Regions from separate parts of the Drosophila melanogaster genome. Here region 2 is linked to region 1. The links are chromatin contacts, called in public targeted proximity ligation maps. All regions are on one chromosome and are shown on one strand. The core of a region is the stretch at or near the end of the contact, and the rest is flanking DNA. Distances in the headings are between cores, read along the strand shown.

Evidence for each region.
Region 2: a targeted proximity ligation map of the Kc167 cell line shows a contact between it and region 1, with 5 times the contacts expected there. A contact is called at or near these places in 2 of 107 Hi-C or Micro-C datasets (the Kc167 cell line and whole body) and 1 of 7 datasets of targeted methods (the Kc167 cell line).

What each region holds. Positions count from the first base shown.
Region 1 is chr2L:14,771,276-14,776,802 of dm6, forward strand. CG4650 reads right to left here and starts at 3,706. Exons shown (of 4, transcript NM_135878.3): 1 at 3,509-3,706; 2 at 3,407-3,452; 3 at 3,189-3,349; 4 at 2,539-3,097. The coding sequence starts at 3,701. The coding sequence ends at 2,598.
Region 2 is chr2L:14,970,676-14,976,011 of dm6, forward strand. It overlaps side-II (sidestep II), which reads right to left and starts at 1,625. Exons shown (of 20, transcript NM_001299017.1): 1 at 868-1,625. mol (moladietz) reads right to left here. Exons shown (of 6, transcript NM_165094.3): 6 at 5,072-5,336. lncRNA:CR45331 (long non-coding RNA:CR45331) reads left to right here and starts at 3,793. Exons shown (of 1, transcript NR_124272.1): 1 at 3,793-4,326.

The DNA of each region.
Region 1 (5,527 bases), core at 2,456-4,955:
ATGAATGAATGTGAATGAATATGACTTTGCCACACCGAGCAGAACACAATAAAAATGTTAGGACCTCGCTGGCCAGTGGGTGAGCGGAACTCAAAAGGCAGGAAGCGGAAGAGAATGCGGGGAAAGCGGAAGTGGGGCGCACGGAATGAGACACCGCTGCACGGCGCTGTGATTTTTCATTTGGAGCGATTTTCCTTGGGCTGCCTTGGGCAACAGTTGTGGCCAAAAGTGGTGGGGGAACTGAACGCGTGCGGCATGCAACTGCAAAGTGACCAAGCCACCACGTCTGCTGCTGCATGTATTAAAAAAAAATTGCTTAGCCTTTCAGCCTCTCACTTCTGAATATATAAAGGTTTCCCCTATTTTTGGCCTTTGAATAATAAAAAAGTCTCTGAATTTTGGGGCTTTTATTTTATGTACTCATACGGAGGGTTGGCGATGAACATTAGAATCGTTTCTTGCAGCCTTAAAAATAAAATCAAACATTTTATAAATATATTGTTAGTTATTTGAGTGCGAATTTTAGTCCTTTAAACTATATAAAATTTTTTCAATATTTTCTGTGTGAGATTTCTGTATTTGAGATACAAAAAGTTTTAAAAATGGTATCCACTTAGAACGTATAACTTTTTGCAGAAGCCTGCACAAATTTGGTCGCATAGCTTGCAGCGCACGCCACCTTTTATTTGCTGCTGATTCAGAAAGTAAGCATCTCTGGCGTTGCTATTTTAATTTTAGCCTGCCACGCGTTTGCTGAAATTAGCGTGATGCACTCCCCATTACCAACCTGCCTGCTACTCAGATACATTTAACTTTGGGTCTACGTTCGAGGCGTTGACGTTGCATTTTTACTTGCACGCTTAAGAACTTTGCTGCGCCAAAGTTGTTCAAATAAAATGGTAGAAAGGAAGTTTGGCACGGAGGCTGAAAGTCAAGAAGGAGCCTCTCATCAAGTTTGCCTGGCTGGCACAAAATTTTCAGCACTGAAAATAAGTCGGCACGACTTTTTTTTTGATTGTATTTAAAATATCAAAATATTTATTTACAAATGTGGTTTATATGCGGCACAGATTAATTTTGTATTTGTACAATTAGGATAATTTGCGTGATAATTTGCTTATTACAAATACTTCGTTAACAACGTCCCATTTTTCTTAGTGCAGGACGTGGGATGCTGCAGATGACTATCCATGCTACTTGGTTTCCTCTACCTGTCTCTGGCATTCTAATTAGCGTCGACTCGACCCACCTGCTTCCTTCTGCCAGAAAACTGCGACTTCTTCGCCGATCATGGAGCACTTCGTTAGTCGCGTGCGTGTGACATTGTGTACATGAAACAATTATGCAACATTTACGCGCAACTCATAAAAATGCCCGTGTGTGCTCATGAGCTCGTTGTATTTATCTCAAAAAAAGCTGATTTCAGTCACTAGCCCTTTGCTAATGCAAAGGGTTGAAATTTAAGTTTGATATTAGGGAACTCAAGCACCGAATTTTTAGACTAGTATTTTTTGTTCTTAATATGAGCCGTAAAATATTTTTTAATAGTTGACAGTATGCTTTGAGAACAAAGAAACTGGTACAACTAGTTTTAAACACTTCACCCAAATTATTAGCGTAAAGTTCAAGCAAAGCGGAATTAAAAATGAATTGCATAAAAGGGAACGGCGAATGCGGGAAATCTTTTCCCCCAATCGCAAAACTCCAACCGCCATGCTCAATAATTGCTAGACCAGCGTAAAATTTTGCGCTGACTTCATTAAAAAATAACACAAAAAAATGTCTAACAAAAAAAGAATAGGAAATAAAATTGCAAGCAAAATGAATGAGTCTGGGCCACAGAGTGTAGAGCAGGAATGGCATCGATTGAGTTCAATTGGCGGGCATCGGATGGCGGGGAGGCAATTGTAAAATGGTCAGACCATGAGCTAAGCCAATAATCAAGGGTCTGGAGTTGGGGACCACCAGTGTCTGGCAGGTGGGCGGGGGTTCGGTTCAGTTGGTGGTTGTTCAGGGGGCGGGGCCGGGCTTTGCGGTCCGGGAGGCGGCAGCTAATTTATTACGAGCATTTAACAAGCATACTCCTGGGGTCTCTCACGAGTCCGCTTTGATTTATTAGGTGTTTGGTGAAAAAAAGCAAGGCAACGAAATGAAAAGTACAAGAGGACGAGCACGAGCAGGCCGAATCGAGGAACCAGGAAGAAGGAACATGGCACAAGGACCAAGGAACCGACCGGATGGGCAGGCTGCAAAATTCCGAAACACTAATGTGAATGTAATTTGTAGTTAATGTGCTGTCGGTTGGCATGTGGGCGGGCACCTCGGCTATTCAGGCATTTTAATTGTTCAAACAAAATCGGGATTTTCCGGAAGTTTCGGTGGCCTTCCTACTTTTCGCAGTACCACCTCCGTCAAAATGGACGCTTTCATTTATGCAGGCTAACGGTAAGAAGATTGCGGCATTTTCATCGAAATTTTTTGCTATTAGATGTAATTCTGTATTATTTTTTTAAATTCTTAAAGTAAGAGCCACATTTTAGATTGATCAGTTTAGTAATTGTACTTTTTTTTATTAATACTTAATATGCTGCAAAAGCTTAAACAAAATAATGTTCCTCTTCTGAATTAGCTTTCAATGTGGTATTTTCCACATCGAAATTATTTTGCAGATCCCATGTTTTGGGAGATTTTTCACCGTTGCGGTACTGTCGCCATACTGAAAGAATAAAATCGGTGTGACTCAGGACATCCGTATAAACGCTTGCCCTTTTACATTTTTGGTTAGTGGTTGCTATGCCAATTAGGACATAGCGCTGAATATTCTTGAAGGTTATAATGGCTCCCAGAGGACTGCTAAAGTCAACATTGCACAGTTTGGAATCCGAGTCTCCAGCACAAAACTGACTGCTCAAAATTGCAGTGCCGTTTAGGGTAGAACACATATTTGCTGGTTGACGTCTGATGTCTGTAATTCTAAATGCATCGCTTTCATTTCGATCATTGGGTAGACCCCATTGAGCACCGCTTAGCACCTGTATGTTGTCGATATATTTTCTCCAAATGGTCCACCACACTATGCAAATTGGTCTAATGGTTTCTACGGAGAGAACAAATTCGATTTAAGCAAATTCAATATTCTTCGCATTATTAATAGTGTTAAAAAAAAAAGGAAATACAAGTAAACTTACTCGAAAACACAATATCCGTAGCCAAGCCGAGAATAGCTATGTCATTGGCGCTTGTGGTCGTATTGTATAAGGAATGTATAAAGGTTTGGCTTACTTGGTACTCTGATAACATCGTGTCATTAGCATCATCCGTTCCTATAAACTCTCCAATTCGAGCTACTCTGTAAGCATATATATTAAAAGAAATTTATTGTTGGTAAATATTTCAGATCACGTGCAATTGTTCGCTGGCCCTTGTGCAATGCGCTGCAGTCAGAACTAATTCTGTAATGTAAATCAAAATGTAACTGGAATCAAAGAAGTAGATTGCATTGACGAACTTTCAGTTATCACAGTTCCGCCGCACACATATAGCAATTCCGAAGTATGTAGATAAGCCATCCACGGACTCGAGATATTATTCGCAATCTTCCCATTCGTCAGAAGTCCGCACCTTCCGTCGAGATACTGTGATGATCCCGGGACGGGGAGCAGAAACAGCAGTGCTGAGATTCCAATTACAACTGAATCCATTACGCTACTGCGTATCAATCGGTAAAGCATTTCTTTTTAATAGGCTCGACAATCGGGCTTATCAGGCTGTTTATTCCGAGAATTTTGAGTCATTATTATATCAGTATAATGCATTGCAATTGAACTTGATCATTGAACATAATCATTAGCACCGTTGCTCATATCTTAAAATCACTAAATATTGAATAAAATGAATTAATTTTCTTGATAAATTAGAAAGATGTTTCCCTTTGGCGCAATTACATTAACACAATAATAACTCATTGGATATTATTTCTTTTAATTAGGATGTTTCCTTGTCTTCTCACTGATTAACTTCAAGGCACACCAGTCACCACATTTATTGCTGCTTTTTCTCATTGCGTTTTTTGTTTCAAATTTTTTGCAGCTGCCCAATGTTAAATGTTAAATTTTCATTGTCGAATTCCTTCTTCCTTTATTGTTCAACAGCGACGGCGTTCGCATCACAAGCTTTTCCATCGGCGGCCATTAAAGGTCATAAATCACAACATAGCATAGAAATAAATCAACCCTTTATTATCAACACATCGCAATGTTTGTTATCGAAAGGGTTATTTATAGTTCTCCTGGGAGCGAAGGGCCAAAGAATCGGCCCGAGCCAGCCGGAATTTGTGAATATATTTACCGGAATTAACTACGGCTAACAGATTGAGTTCAAGGTTGAAATTCGCTGACCGAATTGCCTACTTATCGGTGTGTGTATGTGTTGTCTGCTTTTTTCTGTGTTCTGGCAAGCTCATTAAGCAAATCGCATTATTTGCTTATACGAATTTAAGTATCTTTCCAGTGCACTAAGCACACAGAACGCTCTGACAGCCCCACAAGGAGCTTCATTTGCCGGCAATTGAAAGCCTGAAAAGACACACTGGGGAGGAGCAAGAGCTGCACATAGAAAATGAATACATCATTAGCTGCATAAAATGTCCTTGCCAACTCAAACGTACTGATGCACAGGAAAAATAGTTTCGTTCAAAAGGAACAACAAATGCGTTTGGGTTTAGAGCAATTGGTGAACTTATATGTCGATCCAAATTGGTTTAAAGATGTATTAAATATATGTTTAAATATGTTTAAGTACACAATTAAATAGCAAGGTATTATTTAAGCATATGCATTAATTGATTAATTCATCATTACTTATAGTTAGTCTTAAGATGGACGTTTAACCTATGCCTATTTTTCTTATACCATAAAAACTTATAAAGAAGACTGTAATTTTTATCCGTGTAGATACCCATATACACGTTTATACGAACGTGTACGTTAGCTACAAGTGGACAAAGCCGACTATAAGTGGCAGAAGAACGAAAACCCGAAAGGAGGACGAAAACATCAACGCTCCATGGCTACTTAAACGGCTTAGGTCTGAGGACTTATGCAACTTGTTAACTAATTACGTGCACAGCAGCATAAAGTGGCTTAAAACACACGCACCTGAGGCCACTTAGACATCGAACACAGAGGGAATTTTTCATAATGCCCTGGCAATAACACCAAATAAGCTGATAAGACCGAACTGATAATTTTATGGAAATACGTTATAATCTCTAAAGGATCGTTCCCATTATGGCCTTCACATCAGGTCCTTATTAGGAAGTGTGGTGAAGATACAACTAATTGCAATCAATGAGTTAAGTTTACGTACTTTATATATAAGTTAATGATATGAATTCCTTAATAAAAATCGCAACCAAATAATACTGTGCACTTACACAAATATATAACACTTTAAGGTATATTGACTAAATTATTTTAAGTTTCACAATCCATAGATAACAATTCCATTTATTCTTTAAAATTACACA
Region 2 (5,336 bases), core at 375-2,874, 200 kb after region 1:
CAAATAAACATTTTATTTTATTTAATAAAACAACATTAAATTTACATATGAATTATTCTGCAAAGTGAAATTCAAATATTGGTAAAAAGTGTTGATATTTTATTTCTACAAGAAATTACCAGAAGCATTTACTTATCTTTTGGAAAGTCTTTTTATACATTTTATACCACTACTTTATTTTGCATTGCTAGACAAAGGAATGGAAATAAAAAATATGAGCAAGACGGAAAAAAAAAACAAGTAAATAAACTTTAGGCAAAAAGTTTTAGGCAACTTTCTGGCAGTCAGTTGGCGCATTTTAAGTTACGGCAATCGACCCAGTGGCGTAGCGGAAAAGAGGGGTATCACGGGGGAATATAAGTTGCTAGCGACGAGGGAAAAGTGAAGGGGCGGCAAAAGTGAAAAACTGGCGCATCGAGACAAGAGCTTAAACCGCGAATTCCACAGCTTCAACACTGAAAAAATCCCAGCCATATCTGCAGTAGCAAATAACCAAAACCTTACAACATTTTTTGAAAAATATATAAATTAAAAAAAGATAAAAAAGGCTAATTTTACTTCTAATTATTTTAGTTTTCTCACAGTCACTGTTAACTATATCAGTCCAACCAGACGAACAATTTTATAACGAGACATAATTTCTGTTTTAATTATACATTTACCACTTGAAAAAAGAACGTAAAAAGAATTATGTAACATGGCAAACTCACTTAATTAATTAGAAAGTTACCAGAAGCTTAATTTATCTGAGACGTTTTTCTCTAACTGCAGCAACTGCGAGGGCGGTTGGCAATTTCAACTTTAGTTAGTAAACTTTTGGGCAAAAAGTCACTCTTAAAGAGCAAAAAGTGAGCTCGTCCAACTTACCTGGCGAGCAATTTAAATTTGTCCCACGCAGGATAATCCTTTATTGCAGTTGTTGCTATTTGTGTTTGGTGGTGGTGGTGCTGCTGCTGCTGTTGCTTCTGTTGCTGCTTTTGTTGCTAATATTATTGTTGCTACTGTTGCTTGACTTTTGTCACGCACAAGAAGGCAGTGGGCCAAGCCAACTTTGAACTGACCACGTGACCATCAAAACACAAACAAACACACGGTAACGAGAATATACACACCGGGTCACACGAACAACAACAACACGGACACAGACACACACACACACACAACGAAGACACTGGGCCACTTGCAAATACTTAGTTGCTGGTTTTAATGTATGCCCGAAACGAGAACAGGGCAATTAAATCGCCTAAGAGGAGCCGTAGTGTAGCCTTTTGTGTGTGCAACAATATCAGCTGCTCGCTGAGTGAGTCGCATGATTTTATTTGCCTTTATTATTCGGAAAACCAACAGCACGCAAACCTCAATGCAGTTCAAAACCCTAACCAAATTGGCGCAGGTATATTCTAATTAGCTCTTATTGATTTCGATAATTGGTCCTTTCTGGCGGTACGAGAATTATATTTATTCGCGAAACAGCGCACCCGATTCTCAGCGTTTGTGGGTGGGTGTGAGTGTGTGTGCAGGACGAGACCCGATAACTTCGCTAATTCGATGGCTGCCGCAGCGAGCGTCAGCATCCCTGCAAAACCACGTTCAAAACAGTCCGACGGCTGAGCTTCAACTGAATCGGCCTGGCCAACTCAGAGCCCCATAAGCCCCACAAGCCCCACAGACCCCACCGTCCCCCGCCGGAAGTCGGCCGCCCGAAGCTCCGCTTCTCGGTAGCCGAACGCCGAGAACGAGCCCGATCCGAGCTGCAGGATAAGAGCCGAGCGCAGCAAAGGATAACACGAGCGCGAAACTCACGAGCATCTCGCAAGGCAGCTGAGTAAAGAGAACGCAATGAATGAACTGCTCGCTCTCTGTGTTAACAAAATTAAATTATTAAAAATGCAATCAAACGCTTTTGCTAATCTTTTTCAACTCACTTAAAAAGAGATTCATATCCTTAGCACAGATATAAATAAATAACAAAATGCCTTGTAAGCAAGCTCAAAAAATTATATATTATTTTCACCAACATAAGCTATGGAAATAATATTTATTATTTTTATCTACTGTTCACTCTATTTACTTTATTACTAACTTACTTTAGTAAGTTTTAAATAAAACCTTTTCCGAAATATGCAATAAGGTAAAATATTTTATCTATAATAAGTGTACTTATTGTCTCTATTATCAATCGCCTATATTTTGATCGGTAATTGTGAGATTTAAAAATTGGAGATAAGAAAACATGAGAATTTCATGCAGTAGCAGAATTCAAAGTTTCAAAACGAATAATCACAGAGCAAAAAGCAAAGAGTAAAACTCTTATACTTTCCTCAGTTTTGGTATAAAAGTGGTTCAATGCTTGGCTAAGCTTGGACTCCACCCACTATGTAAATTTGTAGTGTAAAATGTTGAACATTGTGTAAAATGTTGCCTTCTTTCAATTTAAAAAAGTTGTTGAACTAACATAATGCTGAAATTAAAATTAATAAGATAGTTAAATAATAACAAGGTAAAGAGGAAATATTTCAAGGAATTAATAGCTATCAAAAAGCAAAGCGAATACTGAATAATTGAACTCTGTCAAATAGTTGAAAGGAAAAGCGAGATTTGATTTTGATTTTTTTACTGTAGCTTTTACCTTTCCATCTGTCACCAATTACAGATCAAATCCAATCAAAACTAGGGACTACCAGCTAATTAACTACAGAGTTACCTCATCCTCTTGCGCCATGGCCTCCTTCCACCAGAGTTTTATCAACCTTCGTCGCATCGCTTTTAACTGCAATCACTCAGAGTAAAAATTGTCGTCAAGATACGTACAAACTCATACAAGACGCGTAAAAAATGGCAAGCGAAGGAGACAGACAGAAAATAAAACCCGAAAATGAATTGCAGCGAAATGTTCAAACACACTCTACGAAATTGACTTAAATAAATAAATGGCATAAAAACAAAGACAAAACACATGCGCAGCAAGAAAGTGAATCGAGAGGCAGGGGACAACGGCGTGTCATAGAAACAAAGTGCATTCCCAGTGGTGGAAAATTGGGTGGGAAATTCCTAAAGATGAGGCGGATTGGGGCGGGGCCGGTCCGGGCTTGGTTGTTGTGTTAGCTTGTTGCAACATTTTCATTTCATTTTATTCAGTTCAGTTCAGTTCAGTTCAGTCAATGCAATGCAATGCAACGTTCGAATGCAACAATTGCAAGTGCAGCAAAGACAACGCTTAGTAGCTCATCCATTTTCATTTGTATTAAGCAAAAGGCAAAGGACATGGCCAAGTTGCAGAGGAATCTCAATCTCTTCGCGTTTTCCGCTCGCGTGAAATAAAAGCGTTGGCATTACTCAGCAAATACTTGTTTGCTTGTTGCCTTGACAAAAAGTCTATAACCCACCCCCAATAACTACTCTTAAACCCCCCCCCCCCCAAAAAACCCCCTTCATTCCACCATTTTATGCTTTCCCCGGGGCTGCTCGTTAGCACAGCTGCCAAGAGAATTTATCTTACTCTCCCACGAATGCAACTCGATTGTATTTTATTTTATTTTTGCCCTCATTGTTTCTGTGTGGCATATTGGACGTATTGTTAGCCCCACAATGATCGATGCAAATTGATGCGTATTGTTAATGGAATTTCTTCCATGCGCAAAAACAGTATGGCAAAGTATGCAACACAAATTGGGCGGAAAGCAAAAGGGAAACCAAGAAAGTATATTGTCAAGCTCACATTCGGCTTAGTCTTAGTATGTCATGCAAGTCTCTAGAGATTTTGACATTGCTTTGATTTAAAGACAAAATATCAGTGTAGTAACTATACTCAGACTCTCTTGATTTATGTACATATGTAGCTTTCAAACATACAGTTACTACAGGTTCAGCATTTATCCGATTACCTAACCACCCAAAAATACCTTTATTTCTCACTTCGAATTCTTTAAAGGCAAGTAGAAAAAAGGGAGCCTTGAAGATGCCAAAGAGGCAGAGGAAAAAATGTCATAAATATGAACGTTTGCAATTTGTTTATATTAAAATTGAGAGTCAAAAAGCATCCTAAGGTGCTGGGTTGGACGGTGTTCTTGTATCCTGCGCCCAGATTCCCATTGCATTTGCCTCTGCCAACTGCTCCACATCCCTGCTCCTCCTCCTCGCTGCGCTTCAGTATCGCCTGCTGTTTTGTGAATTATGCGCCTTCCGTTGCATGCGGCGGCATTTCCCAGCCCGAACCCAAGCGCAGGGCAGTACAGTGAAAAAAAAAACGGAGCACATACTGGCAAGATTGGGATATAAAAATGAGAATATGACGCAGGTATCACTCTTATTATTAAACTGAAATATAAAAAAACCCACAAATGTTGCTAAACAGCATTATTCCTTTACACCTTACTCTTGTAATCTTGGAATGTAAAGACTCACAAGTCCTTGCTAATCCTTTTCTGCATTTCGCCGTGTAGCTGTTGCCGCTTCCAAGGCCCAAGTCCAAATAATGGCTTGACGCGCCTGGCTGCATATTTTTGAAGTCAGCGTAGTGGCGGAATGTGTGTGCATGAAAGGGGAGGGGGAGGGGCGTAGGAAAGCCAGTCGTCCGCCCACAACTAACTGCGCTCGTTTTTGTAATAAAAATGTCATAAATCTTGATTCCTTGAACTCTAAACCGAAAAGCGTGCGATAGCGACACAGGACATCGCTCTATCCTTCTCGCTTGCTCGCGCTGCCGCAAGTCGGTCGTAGTCGTAGTGGGTGGGCAATATAACTGTCTATTTATGCTCGCCTTGCATATGAAGTACATTTTATTTGTTTTTATTTATTTGCACTCGCTTGCAATTCTTTGTCCTACCCTAAAGGGCAGGATTCTCTGCTGGGATAATTGATTTATTTGACTAGTTTAAGTGAGAATAAAATCTGGTTAGGCGGGCTTAGAAATGCACACTTAAAAACGGAATTTATACCATAAAAACCAAGGGAATTCTAGCAAAACGTTTGCGATTTCCAAGAGAATCAGGACTTTAGTAAATTTTTGAACAACTCTACCCGAGTTTGTGTCTACAAATATCACACCCACGAAATAATTAGACTTGAAATGATTTACGTCATTGTGTTTTTTTCCAATCTTATCGTTTTTAAACATGGTCAGCTTATACATTAAACTTAAACGGATTTTACACATATTGTTGTCAACTTATTCGTTATAGACACTGGCATTGAATTCAAATTACAAATAATAAATTACTTTAGAAATAAACATTGATTTTTTGCCATAATTCTCGCTCCTGTATGTGTCGATTTCTCTGTGCGTGTGTGGCAGGATTGTCTTATCACAAATAAACATCACTAAAAAACATTCTTAT